Linked DNA regions of Mus musculus: all the other regions are linked to region 7. Evidence: chromatin contacts called from public HiChIP or PLAC-seq and promoter capture Hi-C data. All regions are on one chromosome and are shown on one strand. Each heading gives the region's core, a stretch centred on a gene start, on an enhancer-like site or on the middle of the called end of the contact. The rest is flanking DNA. Distances are from core to core; before and after follow the strand shown.

Evidence for each region. Promoter capture Hi-C pulls out the DNA fragments that hold promoters and counts their contacts. HiChIP or PLAC-seq counts read pairs in DNA pulled down with a chosen protein or histone mark.
Region 1: a contact with region 7 is called in an H3K4me3 HiChIP or PLAC-seq map of stem cell-derived neural progenitor cells, with 4 times the contacts expected there. The contact joins the enhancer-like site here to the promoter of Pdgfra in region 7. A contact is called at or near these places in 6 of 39 promoter capture datasets (HPC-7-derived erythroid cells, embryonic stem cells, frontonasal cranial neural crest and 3 more), 2 of 484 Hi-C or Micro-C datasets (cranial neural crest and palatal mesenchyme), 6 of 115 datasets of contacts at active chromatin or transcription factors (cardiomyocytes, craniofacial prominence, embryonic hindbrain and 3 more) and 3 of 9 other capture datasets (adipose tissue, liver and pancreatic islet).
Region 2: a promoter capture Hi-C map of liver shows a contact between it and region 7, with 2.3 times the contacts expected there. The contact joins the promoter of Srd5a3 here to the promoter of Pdgfra in region 7. A contact is called at or near these places in 4 of 39 promoter capture datasets (hippocampal neurons, liver and stem cell-derived epiblast-like cells).
Region 3: an H3K4me3 HiChIP or PLAC-seq map of craniofacial prominence shows a contact between it and region 7, with 4 times the contacts expected there. The contact joins the enhancer-like site here to the promoter of Pdgfra in region 7. A contact is called at or near these places in 14 of 39 promoter capture datasets (the SN4741 cell line, cranial neural crest, embryonic stem cells and 8 more), 1 of 15 datasets of contacts at CTCF or cohesin (large pre-B cells), 1 of 484 Hi-C or Micro-C datasets (cardiomyocytes), 6 of 115 datasets of contacts at active chromatin or transcription factors (craniofacial prominence, embryonic forebrain, embryonic hindbrain and 3 more) and 2 of 9 other capture datasets (embryonic stem cells and liver).
Region 4: a contact with region 7 is called in a promoter capture Hi-C map of HPC-7-derived erythroid cells, with 11 times the contacts expected there. The contact joins the enhancer-like site here to the promoter of Pdgfra in region 7. A contact is called at or near these places in 18 of 39 promoter capture datasets (the 3T3-L1 cell line, the C10 cell line, the HPC-7 cell line and 13 more), 2 of 15 datasets of contacts at CTCF or cohesin (the NIH/3T3 cell line and large pre-B cells), 14 of 115 datasets of contacts at active chromatin or transcription factors (the NIH/3T3 cell line, craniofacial prominence, embryonic basal ganglia and 10 more) and 2 of 9 other capture datasets (embryonic stem cells and macrophages).
Region 5: a contact with region 7 is called in an H3K4me3 HiChIP or PLAC-seq map of embryonic limb bud, with 5 times the contacts expected there. The contact joins the enhancer-like site here to the promoter of Pdgfra in region 7. A contact is called at or near these places in 4 of 39 promoter capture datasets (embryonic stem cells, hematopoietic stem and progenitor cells, neutrophils and 1 more), 4 of 15 datasets of contacts at CTCF or cohesin (the NIH/3T3 cell line, embryonic stem cells, large pre-B cells and 1 more), 1 of 484 Hi-C or Micro-C datasets (palatal mesenchyme), 9 of 115 datasets of contacts at active chromatin or transcription factors (T-cell acute lymphoblastic leukemia, bone marrow-derived macrophages, craniofacial prominence and 6 more) and 4 of 9 other capture datasets (adipose tissue, embryonic stem cells, liver and 1 more).
Region 6: a contact with region 7 is called in an H3K4me3 HiChIP or PLAC-seq map of embryonic limb bud, with 4 times the contacts expected there. The contact joins the enhancer-like site here to the promoter of Pdgfra in region 7. A contact is called at or near these places in 1 of 484 Hi-C or Micro-C datasets (palatal mesenchyme), 7 of 115 datasets of contacts at active chromatin or transcription factors (cardiomyocytes, craniofacial prominence, embryonic forebrain and 4 more) and 4 of 9 other capture datasets (adipose tissue, embryonic stem cells, liver and 1 more).

What each region holds. Positions count from the first base shown.
Region 1 is chr5:74,157,298-74,159,997 of GRCm38.p6, forward strand. No RefSeq gene overlaps it. Among named protein-coding and RNA genes, the nearest start is that of Gm32002, 2.9 kb to the right of the region's middle. Within about 2 kb of position 1,389, at least 2 of the 459 cell types and tissues checked have an H3K27ac peak or open chromatin away from gene starts, as enhancers often do.
Region 2 is chr5:76,138,834-76,141,533 of GRCm38.p6, forward strand. It overlaps Srd5a3 (steroid 5 alpha-reductase 3), which reads left to right and starts at 1,440. Exons shown (of 6, transcript NM_020611.4): 1 at 1,440-1,715. The coding sequence starts at 1,495.
Region 3 is chr5:74,213,425-74,216,124 of GRCm38.p6, forward strand. All of the region lies in intron 7 of Scfd2 (Sec1 family domain containing 2), which reads right to left. Among named protein-coding and RNA genes, the nearest start is that of Rasl11b, 19 kb to the left of the region's middle. Within about 2 kb of position 1,432, at least 42 of the 459 cell types and tissues checked have an H3K27ac peak or open chromatin away from gene starts, as enhancers often do. A contact at or near this core is called in craniofacial prominence and embryonic limb bud, where this site is marked.
Region 4 is chr5:74,333,383-74,336,082 of GRCm38.p6, forward strand. All of the region lies in intron 5 of Scfd2 (Sec1 family domain containing 2), which reads right to left. All of the region lies in intron 1 of Gm32064 (a long non-coding RNA gene), which reads left to right. Among named protein-coding and RNA genes, the nearest start is that of Gm32064, 18 kb to the left of the region's middle. Within about 2 kb of position 1,384, at least 6 of the 459 cell types and tissues checked have an H3K27ac peak or open chromatin away from gene starts, as enhancers often do.
Region 5 is chr5:74,264,759-74,267,458 of GRCm38.p6, forward strand. All of the region lies in intron 5 of Scfd2 (Sec1 family domain containing 2), which reads right to left. Among named protein-coding and RNA genes, the nearest start is that of Gm32064, 50 kb to the right of the region's middle. Within about 2 kb of position 1,388, at least 23 of the 459 cell types and tissues checked have an H3K27ac peak or open chromatin away from gene starts, as enhancers often do. A contact at or near this core is called in embryonic limb bud, where this site is marked.
Region 6 is chr5:74,174,461-74,177,160 of GRCm38.p6, forward strand. No RefSeq gene overlaps it. Among named protein-coding and RNA genes, the nearest start is that of Gm32002, 14 kb to the left of the region's middle. Within about 2 kb of position 1,306, at least 48 of the 459 cell types and tissues checked have an H3K27ac peak or open chromatin away from gene starts, as enhancers often do. A contact at or near this core is called in craniofacial prominence and embryonic limb bud, where this site is marked.
Region 7 is chr5:75,150,854-75,153,553 of GRCm38.p6, forward strand. Pdgfra (platelet derived growth factor receptor, alpha polypeptide) reads left to right here and starts at 1,398. Exons shown (of 23, transcript NM_011058.3): 1 at 1,398-1,604.

The DNA of each region.
Region 1 (2,700 bases), core at 139-2,638, 990 kb before region 7:
CCTTCCCACACGTAACTTATAACTCCCGAGCCTTTACACACTGAGAAGACTCCCAGTGGAACACAGGAGAGTGTGTGTGCATGTATGCCTCAGTGTCCAAAGCGGGTTCCTTCCAGAACCCTCGTGGACACTAAAAGCGGTGTATTCTGTGCCCTTTACATAAAATGATACCATCTATACTCAACCAATGCACATCTTCCTGTGTAGTTTAAATCACCTCCAAATTCCTTATAGCGCCCAAAGTAAATCCTGTGCAAATAGTTGTTGTACTATATTATTTAGGAGATAACAAAAAAGTCTACACATTTAATGCAGACAGAAGTCTCCCCCACAGACCCCAAATATTTAAAACTCCAGTTAGTTGAATCTGTGGATATGGGACTTTGTGGGTTGTTTGTTTGTTTAATGTATATGAGCACACTGTAGCTGTCTTCAGACACACCAGAAGAGGGCATCAGATCCATTATAGATGGCTGTGAGCCACCATGTGGTTGCTGGGAATTGAACTCAGGACCTCTGGAAGAGCAGTCAGTGTTCTTAACCACTGAACCATCTCTCCAGCCCCCAGAATTGTTAAAAGAGATAACTGGAAAAAATGCCTAATGGTTTTTACATATGTGTGTGTATGCATATGTATGAATTTTATATGTAAGGCACAGTAAGATATTGATATAACAATTAAACAGCATCATTATAGAAAACTATAGTAGAAATTATATGAATATGGTCTTTCTGTAAATATATCCTTCTGCAGTGTGGTCACCTTTTTGTTTTTCTGATGCTGCTGTGAGATGATGTAATATCTACATTAGACAGAGTGAGGTAAGTCACGGAGACACTGTGAGTGGTGGTAAGCTAGTATGTAAAGGTTACTCAAATGTAGCGCTGTGACAATTACTCTGATAACCAAGATAGCTAACAGTTGGTTAGCATATACAATATAGATACACTGGACTGTGAGATGATTTGTGTCCTGGGCTAGACAGAGAACAGTGAAATTCCAGGCAATGTACAATTGTAAACTGGAGAATTATTTAGTTCTTGCTTTGCTTGTTTCCTATTTTTGTACCACAGTTAACTTGTGGGTAACTCAATCTTTGGAAAGAGTAATCAAATCATGGATAAGAAGGTCTACTCTGTATGTATATTTTGTTTCTCTGGAAAATCTTGACACTCACAATGATATAAACTAATTTTATGTTTTTCAGGGCTCTGCATTATGGCAATTTGTAAGTGATTCTGAAATAGACAAAGGAATAAAAACCCTCACATTTCAGGTACTTAGCTTCAATGAAAACCTATGACCTTGAATTTCTATAATATGTGGCTACCCGCTTAATTACCTCCTGTATTATTTTTAAGACAACCCTAGACATGCCACCATTTCACCCAGACACATTTCAGTGTGTATCTTTGGATGATAATGACTTAAAAACATAACCACAAGGCCATTAGCAAACGTAAAACTAAAACCAATCCCCTAATATCATCAAAGATTCAGTCCTACCCAATTTTCTAGTACTTATCTTTTGAAAGTGGATTATTTTTATGAGTCCTTTAAATAGTAACACAGAGTACATACTCTCTGGAAAAGGCAAGAAAACACACAGAACAGGCGTCAGAGTCAGCCACATTGCTGGGCTGTTGCCAGCCTATATGGTGCCATTTCATAAATAAGAAAAAAAAAGACTTATTTCAGGAAGGCAGCCCATGCTGAAATGCCTGCCACCCCTCTTCTGTCCAGGATGCCCATGTGCTGTGCACAAACTGTGCATTGTATGCTCAAACCCCCGAGGGTTCCCTCAGTGTTTACATTTTGGAGAAAAGCCTTCCCAGATTTTCTATGGATATATACATAATTTCTGCATAATTGTTTTCATATGGTACACTCAGTTTTGCCAGCAGCCTTCCCCACAACCCCCACGTAATAGCAAACCATAAACACTTTCCCATGTTGTGAAATTTGTTTCTCAACCCTGACTTTCTATGGATACACAGAGTGCATTGTACGGCTGTCCTGTATGGGTTCTGCAATGGCCAGTTGTTTAGCTCTATAGCCCTTTAAGCACCCTGCCTGTCTTTGGGAGACAGAACACACTCAATCACAGTATGTCCTTCATGGTAGGAACATGACACGCAGGGGAATTTCTGGGCATGCATTTGTGTGATCATTAGGTTGTAAATTGGTTCCCCGTGGCTGGTTTGGAAAGACAGCTAAGGTATGGTTCTATTTAGTTCAACTCATGCCTTGGGGGGGGGGGGCAGGAAGAGCCGTCCCCTGACATATTTAAACCCTTAGCTTTTTCATAGTAAACAAGAAGCTTTAGCAAAGAGCTATGAGGCAAGAAAGTGTAGAACATAGCGACGGGGACAGTTATTCCTAGAGTTATGCAAGCAAGAGACATGGGCTTTGGAAACCAAGCTCTACTGACGTGTGAGGCCAACAGAAGACAACAGGGTTGTGTGTGCGCGTGTGCATGTGTGTCCATGTCCTATAGGCTGGCCTTATTTGGTGTTAGGGCCCAAACACAGTCATTTCTAGATGTAAAAACACCTAACAGTCTCGTAAGAAACACTAGCACAGACACAGGAGTTGGTTAATGGAATCACAGAAAATCGCCGGCACGAAATCTCCATCTCTTGAGCACCGGGATAAACACTGAGGTCAAGGGCAAGGCGCTCATTTGCTCAAACCCACAG
Region 2 (2,700 bases), core at 190-2,689, 990 kb after region 7:
TCACAGTTCCAGAGGAAGGGCCCGTGTTGTCAGGGGAGGCACGATAGCAGGAGGCTGGAGCAGGAACTCGAATGTCCTGGTTGCTTTTGTTAGTTTTGTCAACTTGACACAGGCCAGAGTTATATAACTGAGGAGAGGAAGCTTAACTATATTATTAATGATTATTGACATGGATGGGCCAGTCACACATACACACACACATACAATCTATAAATAAAAGTATTCTTTTTTTCCCCCACTCTGTAATCTTTTCTTTTTTTTTTTTAAGAGAGAAAATGGGAGTGTACCATAATTTGGCTAAACGCATCAAGGCAGATTTAGGGGTGTAGTCATTTTTCTGTTGAAAGCAAGGCTGTGATAAAGACTTGTATTATAGGGGTACACAATTGGATCCCATTTGCTTCCTCCTTTCTGAGTAGCCTGCATTACTCAAGGACCCGATAGCCTGAAATACCACTAAGCAGCTGTCAACAGGGAACCAGGCCTTCATCTAACACGTGATGGTGTTTTCCACTGATGCCTGAAAGACAGCATCTGAGCCAGATCCGTGGAGGGAGGTTTTTGGAGATTTGCTGTCTCATACCTTGCCTTCCCCCTCACCCCCACTGCCCCATGGACTCGAGCCAATGAGTGCATAAAGGTCTTCCAAATCTTTTCATTCCTAGCCATAAAGGCAGCAGACACAGCTAGTTAAACACTTTGTCCATGGAGCAGATGGGTGAAAAACGTAGGTCCATTGAGGGCATTACTCTGCTTTTCCACTCCAAAATCCAGAGTTTGCCGGAGCAGCTCCAGCCTACAGTTGACAAAGTGTAGAATTCCCTCACCGAGGTCTTTCCAGAGGTCATCCCTGAATTTACAGCGATCCCCATCTGGAGTATGCTAATGAATCTGGTGCTTCTGGTAGACCAGCGTGGTATTAAGATCCTTCGCATCTTGACTCCTGGGGGCCCCCTCTAGGGACCCAGCCAAGAATTCAGCCTGTACTTCAACCAAAATTTCTCTTCACACTTTTTCGCAGCAGTAATCCCGCAGTCAAAGTTTATAGAAACTTACACAGGCTGGTGAGAACCTGACCTCTAGAATAGGATCCCCGAAGCGCCACATGGTGGAAGGAGAGAACCAATTCCCCCCAAGCTGTCTTGGGCTCCCACCCACACCTCTTGGCATAGCTCCACTCCACTTAATAAATAGGTGTAACGTATCTCTACAAGACTTGGACTGTAGCACGTGGTCTCGCATGCTCCTGCAGAACTTCAAGTTGGAGTTGCATCTCGGAATTAGATTAGAGGCAGTACAAGTCTAAAGCGCAGCCTGCTCAAACCAGGTGAGCAGGAGCACAACCCAGCTCCTGAGCGCCTAGCCAGGGGCGGGGCCGCGCGTCCCGCCCAGGAGCCGCGTCACCGCCAAGCGCGCCGCCGAGGCGGGAGGGAGGGAGGGGGTGAGAGAAGGAGGGCGGCGCGGCGGCGCGCATCTGTAGCCGGCTCCCGGGCTATGGCTGGGTGGGCCGGGTTTGAGCTCTCGGCCCTGAACCCCCTGCGGACGCTGTGGCTGGCGCTGGCCGCCGCCTTCCTGTTCGCGCTGCTGCTGCAGCTGGCGCCCGCCAGGCTGCTGCCGAGCTGCGCGCTCTTCCAGGACCTGCTCCGCTACGGGAAGACCAAGCAGTCCGGCTCGCGGCGCCCCGCCGTCTGCAGGGCCTTCGATGTCCCCAAGAGGTAACGTCGGTGGCGGGGCGCGCCCGGCAGGGGGCAACAGAGGCGGCGCAGGCACGTGAGCCAGGGGCTGTCCCCGAGCCGTCCCCGGAAATGACAGAGCATCTCAAGTTGGCCCGGCCCCCAGGGAGCCGCCCTGACTTCTTTACCCCCAGTTTTCCGCTTCCCCTCCCCAGAACTTGAGGTCGTGGAAATTCATGGACTTGGAGGCAAGTTCTTCCTCGATTTCCGCAGTTCTCAGCCCGATCTGTCACAGTCAAGAAAGAAGTCCAGAGTGTGCTCCCCTGGGGCTGTGCAGACATCACTAACCTGCATCTCCACAGGTGCTCTGGCAAACTAGCCCAGTATGCCCTGCCCCAACCCATCCCGGAAGGCTCAGTAACCAAGTTGTGAAATACTAAAATCTTCCGGGGTACATATGGACTCCGCTGAGAATATGTGAGACCCGCCACATGGCTTTCCTTTCCTTTTCTTTCTTTCTTTCTTTTTTTTTTTTTTTTAACTCCACGATGAATTCAGTATGTAGATGGAGAAGTCATCTTAACACAGTATTCTAGATAATAAAGCTGTGTCATTTTTTTTTATGAAATTCATCACGCATTTGCATTTAGAATTGAATTGGAAGGAATGTGATGGGTTCTGACGGATTCATCTAGATTGCTTTAGAAATCTGTAGCCGTTGCCCACCTCTGCAGATGGCGGTGGGGCTATCAACTGGCCCCAGCTATGTCCTGACTGTTGGAGGGGGTCTTTCAGGGGGTTAGTGTGAGAGCAGAGTACCATGTCATTGTGAAGAATGAATGGTAAAGAGATTAAGACCCGGAAGAACTCTTCCTTAGAGGCCCAATTTTAAGACCATCCTACCGTCCTCTTATCCTCGGGTTTGATTGGCCTATATCCCTTATGCTATATAGCAATTTATTTTCTGACTTTTGAGAGAGGTTCTAGTGTCCCCAGAGTTCAAAGCACACTTAAAAATCACTTATAC
Region 3 (2,700 bases), core at 182-2,681, 940 kb before region 7:
CTGTCTTTAGCCGCATTTAGTCTCCCCGGTCATGTCCTCAGCTCCCCCTTGCTGCCCCCTCTTATGCTCTCTTAAAAGCAGTCCTATCCCTCCTGTCCCACAACTGCTGTCTATCAAGTTCTTCCATCTTGACCTTGGCAAACCAGATCACTGTTCCACCTTCTCCTCTGACTCGTGAACATTTTAGCCTAGGCATTTTTGGTGATGAGCATGGTATCACACACAGAGAGCTCAAAGTGTTATGTAGATAAGAGAGCTCAGGCAGGTGAGATGGCTTAAGAGGTAAAGGTGCTGGCCACACAATCCTGACAACCTGCGTTTGACCTCTGGAATCCACACAAAGGTGGAAGCAGACCTCCACACACATGCCATGGCGTATGTTCCATCCCCACACATTACAAATACACACAACAACAACAATGACAACAACAACGAATTAAATAAAAAATAGAAAGCAAATGTATAGGATGTGCAAGCTGAGAGAAGATTCCTGATTCCTTTGTTACCTTAGAGACTTTAACAAATTAATTAAAAAAAAATTTTTTTTTTTTGAGGCAGGGTTTCCTGTGTAGCCCTGGCTGTCCTGGAACTCACTGTATAGACCAGGCTTGCCTCAAACTCAGATATCCACCTGCTCTGCCCTCTGAATGCTGGGATTAAAGGTGTGCATCACTACCATGTGGCTTTATTTTTAAAATACTATTTTCCTTCTTCCCTCTCCTTTTTCTAATCCATTCTACACATGTATTCCTCCTGTTCTCTCTTTATCTCTATATCCATATTTATATCTATTCCTAAATATATAACTGTAACCTTCTCCATCCATATACATTATTTTCGTGTATGATTTCAGGGCTGGTCACTTGGTGTTAGGTAACAAACTGGGAAACTTTTCCCCAGGGAAGACTCTCTCACTCTCAGGGGTCCTGAGCTGCCTGTAGTGCCTAGGGTTAGGTTTCCCCCTTCCATGTTAGCATGTCTATTGGTGCCACCCCGCTTAGGTAGGCATGCTGAGGAGACTTCATGGGTGTAGCGACATTCCTGACTTCCTGTTCCTGTGGCTCTCACCATCTTCTAAACTCCTCTTTCCTAGTGATCCCTGAACCTGAGGAGGAGGAGGAGGAGGGGCCGGAGTTGGAGGGAGGCGGGGTGGGGGGGAGTACGAGTTGTGTTGTAGATGTACCATTTGGAGCAGGGTGCTGCTTGGTCCCTTGTTCTCTGCAGTTTTCTGTAATGGTCAGAAACATCTCAGAACCACTCTCTCTAGCTTATGCACGGCTTTCTGTCTGAGTAACCAGACCCGGGGAAACCTCCCAGCCTCACAAACAACTGCTGTTTCTCACTTAATCCTGGGACAGAAATACAACTGGCTCTGAAACTTTAGCATGGCACAGTGTGTTCCTCAAGACATATGCTTTCCATAAGAGAGTTTGGAATCTGAAACACATGCTGAGAATCTTGAAGGACACAGTAGAAGATGAAAAGGGGGAAGAGAATGAAAGGCAGCAACAACAAAGAGCAATTCCCTGGGGCAAGGATAGGGGTGCATGTAAAGTGCGGGGGCGGGCCTGGGGTGGGGGTGGGGCTAAAGAAAGGGGGTGGGGCTGGGGACTAAGGAGTGGGAGGGTTGGGGGACTAAGGAGTGGGAGGGGTTGGGGGCTAAGGAGTGGGAGGGGTTAGGGGGCTAAGAAGGGGGGGAGGCTGGGGGAATGCTGGACTAGGCACAAATACATGGGTCCAATTAATGCATGTTGGTGTTTGCTATTTTGGTTTCAGTTTAGATTTGTGTGTTGATATCCGACTTTCTCTTCAGAGCGTGTCAGGCCAGCAGGCTGCTGGGAAGTGGAGCCATTCTCATCCCAATCCCAAATTCCTCAAATGCAGCCACACATGACTTCTCCCTGTCTGCGTGTTAAGTCTGCGGGGGTGACAATCTGAAGATGAAAGCTTGACACAGCATGTTACTGCACACACAGGGTGTAGTAAAGCTGGCAGAGTCTCTGCTCTCTGTCACTTGATGAGCCCTAGAGGGCTGGGATTAACAATGTCAGCTCTGGTCAGGGAATATGGCTTTCTCCCCAGGATCTCAGTGCAGGCTCTGGGACCTCTGCAGGCCTGGGCTCTGGGAGCATCTGCTGTCTGGTTGACTCCTATGATGCCAAGGTGAGGATCCTCCTGCTTCCAGTGTCTGGGACTTCTCAGGAATTCTGGGAATGCTGCTGCGGAGTGCGCCTTTACTCAGTTTCCCTCCGTCTGGGGCTCACTTATCCTCAGAATAGGTACAGTCAGGTTCCCCATTCCCCATTAGTGACCAGTGCTTTACAGAGGCAGTAAGAGAGGAGCAGGCCTTAAGAGGAGACCAGGCCCTGGAAATACCCATGCTGAAAATGGCTGTCAGGAGTCACCAATATCACCACTGCTCCCAAACATTCCGTTACCCAGTCATCCATTTAGCAAATATTTATTGAGCAACTACTATGGGGAGGCACTGCGAAGGTATCATAGGCAACCAATACCCATCATGTGAAAGCCAATGACTCTTCCTGGTCCCCATTTCCTCAGCCCTACCTAAGTTCAGAGTCATCTTTTCTCTTTCTTGCCTTATCTTGTCCCAGGCTCACCCTGGTTTCCCATCACTCAGTGCTGCCAGAGCAAGTCTTACAGAACACAGAGGAATTTGTTATATATTCCCAAACAACA
Region 4 (2,700 bases), core at 134-2,633, 820 kb before region 7:
AGGCTCAGCCTCCAGGGGCCTCCAAGCCTTACATCTCAGACTTAAGACTGTCTCTTCACAGAAAAGTGTCTAATCAGTGTAAAGCCATACTTAATCCACTGTAGGCCGAAGAATGCATCCCATCCAAGCTGGGCCACGGGGAAAGGTCTATGATAAACAAGACAGCAATCCAGGCAGAGAATGTCACAGTCCAAGGAAGCCCTGGGAAATATAGATCTTAGATATTTTCTTGGAACATTACACATAACTGTAAGCCAGAATACTGAAATTTTATGAAGATTGCATTCAGTGAAAATAAAATGGTTTTTGCCATGGATTTTTGAAAGAGTGCTGGCCAACATCAGGCTGTAAATGTAATGCTTTTTGAAAATTAATTGGAAACATAAATTGACTCTAGAAGAGCTGCATGTTTCCCAGAATTTTTCTTAATAAGAACAATATGTGGAGGAGATACTTCTGAAAACAAAAAAATGAACACAAGTCTAGAAAAGTGGTGTTTTCTGAGTGGTATTTACTACGTTATTTACTGGCACCCACTGGAATCTAGCTCTGGGCCACAGGCAAATCCTTGCACGAATCTGAAGAGGACTGCACGGGACTGCAGCCGTCTCTGGGCATGACTTTTTGCCTTATCATGGCTCAGCCTCAACTGTAAAGGCAACTGTGATTTCTCAGATCCTTTTCTGATTGATAATTGGGCTCCTGTATTTTACTTTACTGATGCTCAAATGTTCACAGCAGGGCTCATTTTCAATCACTCTCACTGCAGTAGTCTGGTTTTGATGAAAAATAGATTTGCAAGGAGACTTTTGCATAGCAGTCAAGCCTCTGTCTGAAGTCTGTGAGCCTTCCCATTAGGAATTCACTATATGCACAACAAGTTGGGGGAGGCACAGAAACACACACAGACACACACACAGTATATGTGACAGGTGTAAGGGTCACATACTCTTGTATTGGGTGAGACAAAGAACAAGATAATAAAAATACCTCACTCATGCCTGGGCACACACACACACACACACACACACACACATCCTCCCCATATCCCCCATACACATATACCATTTTAATGCCAAGAAAAATACTTCTGTAGATTCTCGATGTACTTTGAATAAAATTCAACTTTTTTCCCCTCTATATCTCAACCTCATAAGAAGGGGTTCATTCAAACTAACTTAATTTCCTATACTGCAATAAAGTGAAAAATGAAATAAAATGATCTCTGACTGTATGGTTTCATCATGACAGCTAGTTAGTGCTGGAGAAGTATGTTGCTGTATAATGTAGAAATGTACTGGTTGCTCTGGCTGAGGACTGGATGAAAGTGTCTGTGAGTGCCTAAAGCTACAGGATGCTACAGCTGTTCTTCAGGTCTCCCATCTTTTGCTCACCTGTGTCATATGGGTCCTACCACCTCCTGTCGTGACAGGTTCGTGCCTCATTGCCTGTTGATGTCTTTGTTTAGTCTGAAATCTTAATAATTTTGATAAGAGCTCTACCAGCAATGAAGTGGGAACTGACCTTGAAAACAGTTGAAAGATTATTCTAAAATTGCTGATATAAAATTTTTTGCAACCTAGATAAAAATCCTTGCTGAATTAAATAAGTGCGCTGGTTTTAGCTATTTAGTTGCTTCCCTGCTTGGAGAAGTGGGGTACAGAAAACCGTGGGGACCATTCAATCTTCAAATCTGCTACCAGACATATGCTGTGCATATCTTCATAAAGGCTTTTATTATGTGGTCCTTAAGCAGCATATACATGCCAGATGGGTAGACTGAAATATAAAACACTTCTCAGAAGAAGCTATTATTGGGTCAGTAATATGCTAATTAAAAGGGCTTATGCAACCATCTGGGAGACCCCCAATGGCAAAAGCTTATTTCTAGAACTTCACTGCAGCTGCATTCTATATAGCCTCCTGTAGATTTAGGGGTGTCTGGAAAATCACCCCTGTTGGCACTGGGGGAAAGGCCTTGGTGAGTTGACGGGGCTCACAATGTGTTTCAGGTTGGACAGGGATTTGCAATTCCTGCATGACTTGGTAGACATAGTTTTAATGGTCAAATTTCAGTAACAACTCTCTGCAAATTACATCACCATCTCACTATATCTGTAGACTCACCCCCACCGAGCACAGAAAGATGGCATTTAAATAAGGAGATGAACTATATGGTGTGACTCACCAAGGGAGTAACTTGTCCACCCAAGTGTCTAGGTTGGGGGCATTGTAAGGATAAGCACTGGGTGGAAACAGGCAACGAATGAACCAAATTGTTTGTGCCCTTGTAAGTGTGGGCCAGGGCCAGGGCCAGTCTGACGTTGCTCTCAGGAGATACATAAATGGCTGCTTCAAACACTTACTAAGAGTCACTCTTTATCCAGCCTGATTCTCCAGGGCTTATGGAACCCTGAAGTTTATTACTAACTCTATGAATTTTATTTTTATATTTGTCCTCTTTGTTAGGGTAACAATGTGGCAAATAAATATTCCCATTTGTTAAGACAAGTAGCGGGAGTAATAGGCTCTGTCACAGGGAAAAAGCCCGTCTCACATACATCCAGGAGTAAAGAGCTGGCTAGTCTCAAGGATCAGAATAAAGCATATCATGTTCTGCTGGGCAGGCAAAGCCATTCTTGACAGGGAAGCATAGCTGGTTTTCCTGACGTCCTCTGTTTGTAATGGAAGCCCTAATTC
Region 5 (2,700 bases), core at 138-2,637, 890 kb before region 7:
TTAAGGCCAAGAGGGGAATGTGTTGGCTCACGTAACCCAGCCAACCTGGGATACAGCAGAACAGCTTAATTTTCTTGCAGACTGGTGTCTCCTGTACAATATAAAACATGCCAATCATGAGCAATCGTCCCAGCCTTGTGGCTAAGAAGTAACACACACCCTTCACTTCTGTTAGTAAAAGCCTAGAAATCTACAAGGTCCATTATTGTGGCCAAAAGGTGGGGTTCTGTGATTGCCGACCCCCCCCCCCCACTAAAATCTAGCAAGATGTTTGGAGAATGGCTTCCCAGAGGATTCTCAGGAGAAGGACTGGGTAAAAGGTGACTGTCACCAAACACTTGCAGTCTCTGCAGTACAGTAGAGGCCTGCCCCTGGAGGAGTAGCCGTGGAGAGCACCACAGAACTGAGACAAAGGAGCTCGAGTTGTTGAAAATCAGGTCAGCATGAAATGCTTTTCATAACCCAGGTCTTTTGTGTTTCGGGGAATTCCTATGACCTTTCAGACTAGTGTCCCACAGGGAGGAGGGCAAGAGGATCAAGACATGCTACAATTCCAGAAAGTTCCTTGAGCTTTAAAATCAAATGTGGCATTCCAGAGGAAAGGGCTTGTCCACATAAGGATTGGGGAATGCAAGACGTCTCACCTGGACTGGACGGAACTACTGTGCCCACAGGGCCAGAGTAGGCACCGCAGGGAGGCAAATACTGTGTGCATCATTCCCTTTCCACCACCAACCCCGACCCAGCACATAAACACCAGAGAGACATGAAAGTGGCAGCATCTGGAGAACTCTCGCTATCTGCTACTTGGAGAGGTTGTGTCAAGTGGCAGTGAGGGTTGGGGCAGGGGTGGGGGAGCACTCTGTGGCCTGAGTTTAAAAACAAACAAACAAGAGAAACCATTGGCAGCTGCTGAGACTAGCAGCAGTTCTTCCTGACGTGGCACTTTGTGGGCTCTTCCAAATCCCGGGTGGCCCCTCACAAAGCCCTGGAATACCACAGGGCTCCCAGGCCCAACACACAACATGCGCATTTGCAAGGCTTTGTTCCTGTTCTGTCCACGGCCTTACAATGGCATGCACACCCTGCACTCCAAAACCAGAGAAAAAGAATGGGGAGGCTGCCCCTGGAAAGATCTGTCAGCAAAAAGGCTGTCCTGCATCCATTTTCTCCTACCCAGTCTCCAAGTGACTGTCCACGGCACCAAGATTCCCACCTGCAGCTCTCTGCTAGGCCGTGTCCTTGCCTGATAGCGGTGTGTTTGCAGCAGACCACGGCTATGCTTCCATTTTCATTTGTTAGTATTGACCTAACCTAGCAGCTCTCGGCAACGACTGTTTTCAGTTAGAGGCCCAGGAGGTACTGTTTTAAAAGGAGTTCCATTAAACTTGACATTGAGTCTCCTTGAGCAGTTAGCTCCACAGTCGAGGTGATTATGAGCCAGTGGCCATCTCCAGCCCCCTTCAGAACACAGGCTCATTGTACGGGAGGGATCAAGTCAACAAAGAAACAAGGCTCGGTTTTTCTTATTGCATCCAAATTGTTCCTTCAGACTAGGCAGGGAGGGAGGGGAACAATGACACTTTAAGGCTAATTATGAAGTACACCTATGTGTTCACATTTGATTCCCCATTTTATTACAAGGTCATGAACTTGGGCTTACATATTAAAATCCACCTGGACTGTGAGGCCCTTTGTTAATATTATGAGGCAGGCTCTGCATGCTTGTTTATTTCTGGCCGGGAAGGGAATTAACTGGGCTCTTATCCCAGCCCTGTCTCCAGCCGGTCTTTCTCTCACCTCTTAATGGTGGGAGGAAGGGTGCTGGCCGGATGACTTTTGAGGTTCCTTCCAGCACTAATGTTCTCTACACAGTGATGTTGTCTACAGGATCCAGGAGTCGACCTTCCCTTAGGATTCCCTCCTCTAACCCCCAGAACAGACTCCGACCTGTTTATCATGATCTGATACCTGTGTCCATGGCCAGATGGCTTTATTCACTGCCACCACAGGTGCCAGGGACAGAAGAAAAGCTCCCAAGGAGCAGGCATTTAAGTCTCACTCATCAGTCACAGGCCTTCCGAACTTCAGACCAGGGCTAAGGAAAGGGTCCTTACACAGCTTTGGAGGACTCACTGTTTCCAAGGACATGTGGACCTTATAGAAAATTCTATGGGTAGGAAGAGTTTAGCCTGGGAGCTAATCTGCCATAAATGATAGCCATAAGCTGTCATCATACTTAAGCTATGATCCTAAACTAATTCCCATTAGGCTGTCATGATTTCCATGTATTGGCATATGGAATCCTCTCCATACTCCTCAACAATAGGTAGTATTATTTGTTCAACTTTACCAGGAACCGAAGGCTTAAAGAGGCCAAGCATCCTATATGAGGCCTTACTTCTGGTGGACAGTTGGCACCAGAAAGAAGATAGTCTGACTCTCAATCTCATCTAGGTGAAGCAAAGGGACAAGGCTGTGGGACAAAGTCAGGACACCTGCTTCAGGCTAGTGGCTGCATGGATTCTAACATGTCCCTTCACAGTTACCAGATGCAGTTACCTTGCATCTAGTAGCTGGTTAAGTGTCCCCAGCGATGATGTGTAGAGCTCTCTCACCAGAATCACCCTGTGTAATCTGGGCACCATTCCAGAGCTGGGACAAGGCCCAGCAGTTTATCTGTTCACAAGAACCCAAGCT
Region 6 (2,700 bases), core at 56-2,555, 980 kb before region 7:
ACATTATAAATCAAAACATAATAAAAATGTCGTGCTTCACCAATGCCTGGGGACACAGCTTTTTCCTAGAGCCATTAGGTGTGGGTACCAAGTGACTCATTGACTACTGCCACCGTCTATGAGGGGACTTTGCTCCCTGCCCCTGGGCTGCCCTCCTCCCATTTGCTGCTGCTTTCGCTCATCTAAGGGATGCTAAGGTTTCATCTAGCCCCCTGCAAGTGAGAGCGCACACCCTCTCCACATCATCACCAGACAGCGCCTTTAGAGCTCTGGCGCAGCTCAGGAAGCATCTCATAGCAGACTGAGCCCAGATGGGAGCCCTGTAGTCCATAGAAGAGCTCATGCCAGCACACTTGAGCCCATGGGGGCTGACCCCACCAATGGTTATTGAGTTTGCATATGCCGTTCAAGTATCCTTGGGTCTTTTTAGAAGCCATTCCAAGATGAGTCGTGATTCATAGGTTACAGACACAGGCCAGCTTGCAGGAGCATTTGCCTATCGAACATGCTTATTCCAGTCTTTGGAAACACAGGATAAGCCGCCATAACTGCAAAGCCCTATCTACCATTTATCTGGCTTCTCTTTTTCTTTTTTAAGCTATTCTAAAAAATGATATCTTTTAGCACCCCCAGTGATGATCATTCTGGAATACAGTCATCCTCCACACCCAGCGGGCCTTGAGCTGTATAGTAATTTCAGGTAGGAACAACAATGGCACCCTAGAATATTATCCATCATTGCAGCAACGTCACAAAGGGAGAGAGTTATATCTCAGTTTCTCTCTACATAATGGGAAAAAGCAAGCTGCAGGCAAAGTTTTGAATGTTACTAAATTTGTTTGAAATGATCCAAAGGTTACCTGGGAGGCAGCTTTGCAATGACAAATATCAAAGGGATCATTTATATTCTCTTGTATTTGATGCGTCACTGGTGGAGAAACCAGTTATCAGTAACATCTCGAGACCTCCATCAGCCTCAGTGACCTTGTCTCTGAAATGGGCGTGCCATGAAGACCAAGCGACAGAAATGAAGGTCCTGGGAACAAGGCTGTCCACAGACACCCAATGCCCGATGCATGCTTATCCCTCACTGAGCCCAGTGTCACTCAGCCCCAAGCCGCGGAAACACATGGCTGTCGGGAAAAGAGCTGGCTGCCTTCCTTGTCTCTCTTTCCTTTTTCATTTTGTCTCCACAGAATGGGAGCGAGGGAGGGGGAGGCAGGTCTCCTGCCTCACAAAAGGCCAGTGTCTGTGGGCCTGCAATGTCTGGGAGGCCCATTAGGCTACAAGGCAGCCCTGCCAAGTTTACATATGGTTTTCATATCACCGGGCTTGTTGTTTTGACTCCTGTGAGCTCTCTCTGCAACAACGTCTCTGGAGGAAAGGAAGTGCAGGCAGACTGAAGGCCAGGGCTGCAATGGCAGAGGCATCTAAGGTACAAAGCAAATAAAATACCTCCGGGGCCGTGCATAGTCCCCGAGATCTGTCCCCTTGGGTTGCTACCTCCTTGCTTGCCTTCCAAGTCGTCCAGCATCTGGTACCTTCTGGCTTCCAGAAGACTCAGTCATGTCTGAGCTTTCTTCCCAGAGGAGGTCAGGGAGGCAGAAGAATTTGGCAGATGAACAAAAGCCATTAGCAGCGTCTGGTCTGATGTAGGTGGCAGCACTTGGGAGTCCACAGGCTCTGAGGAGCCAGTGTGGACTGGTCCTTCTGTTAGCTGCCCTTCAGTAGGTACACTCTAGCTTAGCTGGTGGGAAACGAAGGTGAGTTGAACAAACCGGTTCTTTCCAGGTCTTGCACAGAGTAGGCTTCCAGTGGAGTGTGGGTGCACAAGGTAGCTGCAACAGTAATGATAATGTATGGAATTGTAGTCATCTGTGTGCGTGTGCATGTGTGTGTGTGTGTGTGTGGGGTACATATATGCACAGCATACATGTGGAGGTCAGAAAACAACCTCAGGATGCTATTTACTTTGCCACCTTTAAAGGTATTTTAAAAATATCTATACATGGATAACATATTCAGATCCAATTCGCTGTCCTCTGATTCCTCGCCTCTCTCCCATACTTTTCCCTTTGAACTCTATGCTCTCTCTCTCTCTCCCTCTCTCTGTGTGTGTGTGTGTGTGTGTGTGTGTGTGTGTGTGTGTGTGTGTGTAATACCTACCTGCCTGATAATAATTTCCATTTGACAACTATTTCTTGGGAGCCAACCATACACCTAGCACTGTACTATTCCTGAGCAAAACCAGCAGGAGCAGCTGCCGATGATCACATCAGTATAGCATACACGGTGTTTATCTTCATCCGTTTGCTCGTTTGCCCCATGAAGGAAATGCTGTAATCACCCCACCCCCACCCCCATTCTTCAAACCAAGAAGCTGAACTCCAGAGAGGTTAAGCACACTTTTAATTGCGTTTTGTTTTGAGATAGGATCTTGCTATTCAGCTCAGTCTGATCTAGACCCGCCATCCTCCTGCCGTAGCTCTCTGAGCACTGTGATTACAGGTGTGAGCCAATCCAACTAGCGTTACACTTGCTCTAGATAACATTACCAGACTAGGAGCCACACTTTGAGCTGCTATATGTAAATGGAGCCAGAGTCAGGACAACATTGTGTACACCCTAACCGCAGCCTGAGTCTTCCACCGCAAGACTTTTGTTGTGCAAAGCTGTGTCTAACATTAATGAATGGTTTGT
Region 7 (2,700 bases), core at 148-2,647:
CTGAAGATACACCAGAGGCGGGCGTGCAGAAGGGCGGAGGAGAATTGGGGCTCTCAGCCCAGCTCCAGGCATCCTCTTCCCGAGCCTGATATCCCCACGGTCGGTCCTGTCCCATTTAGGGACAGCACTCGGCATTTCGGGGAAACCTCTGTGATTTACGCCAGAGCCTCAGGTCCACTATAGTGGTGAAATAACCGATGGTTATTCGACGTTTTGTTATCAACCTGGTCACCTTGTCCATTTTAATTTTGATGTGTGAGATGGAGGTGGTGGTGGTGGTGGTGGTGGTGGTGGTGGTGGTGGTGGTGGTGGTGGAGATAGAGGACTTCTCACACCCCCCCCCCCACACACACACACCAAAAGCATTCAAAAATAGAGCGCAAGTCGAAGGCCCTCCCTTCCCCCACCCGCTCCGGGAAGTCCCGCTTCGCCCAGGTTTGGTTCCTGGAGTGTCAGCGCCCCCTTTCCCTCGCCAGCAGGATCGCCGTGTCCCAACTGTCTCTCGCTGGGTGTCTTGGGTTCCCTGGTTTGTGGCTCAAACGTCCTGAAAGCTTTCCTAGGGTACGTCGCGTGCGACCCACTCGGAAGGGTGGAATTTAGGAGGATAAAAATCCTTCTGCCATCAAGATGCAGAGGGCAGGCATTTGGTAGTCACGCCTAGCCTGAGCGTTTTCATATGAAGATAGAAGAAGCGAGGACCAGATAACCCCCGAAAACAAAGGCAGGACCAGATAAGTGGCTCCGAAGGGATAAAGGTCGTTCTTTCCTTCTTCCGGAGAACATCCCAAAGGTACGCCGAGCAACCGTTATTTGCACACCGCCTCACAATCCAGCCTTTCAAAAACCCATCATCTTCCTATTAGACTCCACAGTTTCCTAATCCCATTAAAGGATTAGCAACTACACGGCACTTTCCCTTAAGACCCCCAGTTCAAAACGACGCAGCCGCGTTAGAATTTCTCCCCAGGGCCATATTTCTAGCGAGGCCCAGACTGTCTATAGAAAGGATAATTTGAATTCTAGATTTATATTCGTTTTAGAAATGAGCAGCAATTTTACGTGTATTTTCTTTTCGAAGAGAATACAAAACAATAGCACCCCCACCCCCAAATTGGGAAGTCAACTCATTTTGGAAATGATGGCTGTTTGTAGTTTCCTGAAACCTCTTTCCCGGCAGAACGTCAACACCTCCCCCTTCGGCCCCCCACCCCACCCCATCTGGTTTGCTCCCCCCTCCTCGTTGTTGTTGAAGTCTGGGGGTTGGGACTGGCCCCCCTGATTGCATAAGAGCAAAAAGCAAAGAAGAGGTCTTGAGCCTGAGAGAGTCAGAGAGCAAGGAGTCCTAGGGAAACTTTTATTTTGAAGAGACCAAGGGGGGGGGGGACTTCATTTCCTGACAGCTATTTACTTTAAGCAAATGATTAGTTTTTGGAGGACGGACTATAACATTGAATCAATTACAAAATGCGGGTTTTGAGCCCATTACTGTTGGAGCTTGAGGGAGAGAAACAAACGGAGGAGCTGCGGGGAAGGACTGGAAGCTTGGGGCTTACTTTTCACTCCGGGTATCGGATTTTCTTTGCAAATTGACATAGAAGGAGAAGGTAAGGGAGAGGAAAAAGTGACTTTTGTTTCTCAAGAAGGTCCCTGATCATAACTTGGGGCTGCAAGAAGCTAAGTAACTTCAAATTTTGGGCAACGAGGAAAACAAAAACAAAACAGCTGAGTTCAGTGGTGTGTCCAGAAAGTAACTTATTCTGAATAAACTTCACTGGAATGGGGGGTGTGGGGGGGTAACCATTAGAGAGTCAAAGATAAAAAAAAAAAAAGAAAAAGAAAAAGAAAATGAAAAAAAATCCAGACCTATTTTTAAAAGCAATGTTTTTTTTTTTTTCCCTACACAATCCTATAGCCTTCCAAAGAAATTGTTAGGCTTACATTTTTGAGGTTTTCCTCCAGGGTGGGGGTGGCGTTCGTGCTTACTGGGACGAACACCAAGTAACATTGGGGGGGTGGAAGCCGCGGCGCTTGGCCTCTTGGCAGTGGGTCACGGAAGAGGACAGGTTTTTAATGAGTATTTTCATTCGTCGCCCGCGGTTTGGCGGGACTACGCTGTAGCGGGTGGTGCGGCGCGAAGCTTGGGGAGGGGGCGCACCAGGAGAAGTGTGTGTGTGGAGGGGAAAGGGGCGCCGAGTGGGGCGCGGGAAAGCGCTAAGAAAAAAGGGAGGTGTGAAGGGCTCGGCTGGAGGAGGTCGGACCTCGGATGCCGGCCGGGCACACTCGGCGCCAGTCGAGCCCTCGTAATTACTGGACGGCGCTGCTGTTGGAAACATCTGGGGCCAGACTTGAGCGCGGCGGTGGCGGCTGCAGCACCGTGAGAGGGGCGCGCGGGCGAGGGGCGCAGCTCCAAGGGTTCCGGAGAGATTGGAGCGAATTACTTGGGTGCTAGAAGCCTCGGGCGGAATCCGCAGTGCGCTGGGATCGTGCGCCTCTCACTCCAGCGACGGAGGCAGCGGCGGCAGCGGCGGCGCGGACGAGCGATCTGGAATAATGACAAACACATTTGGCCTCGAGTGAAGAAGTCGTCCTGGCCTCGCATTCCAGCAACTGGGATTTGAGGAATTTCAAACTGCACTCCGAGGGGCCCTCATTGTGCTCCGTAGTCCCCACCCCCACTCGGCTCACTTGCGTCTCCAGTGG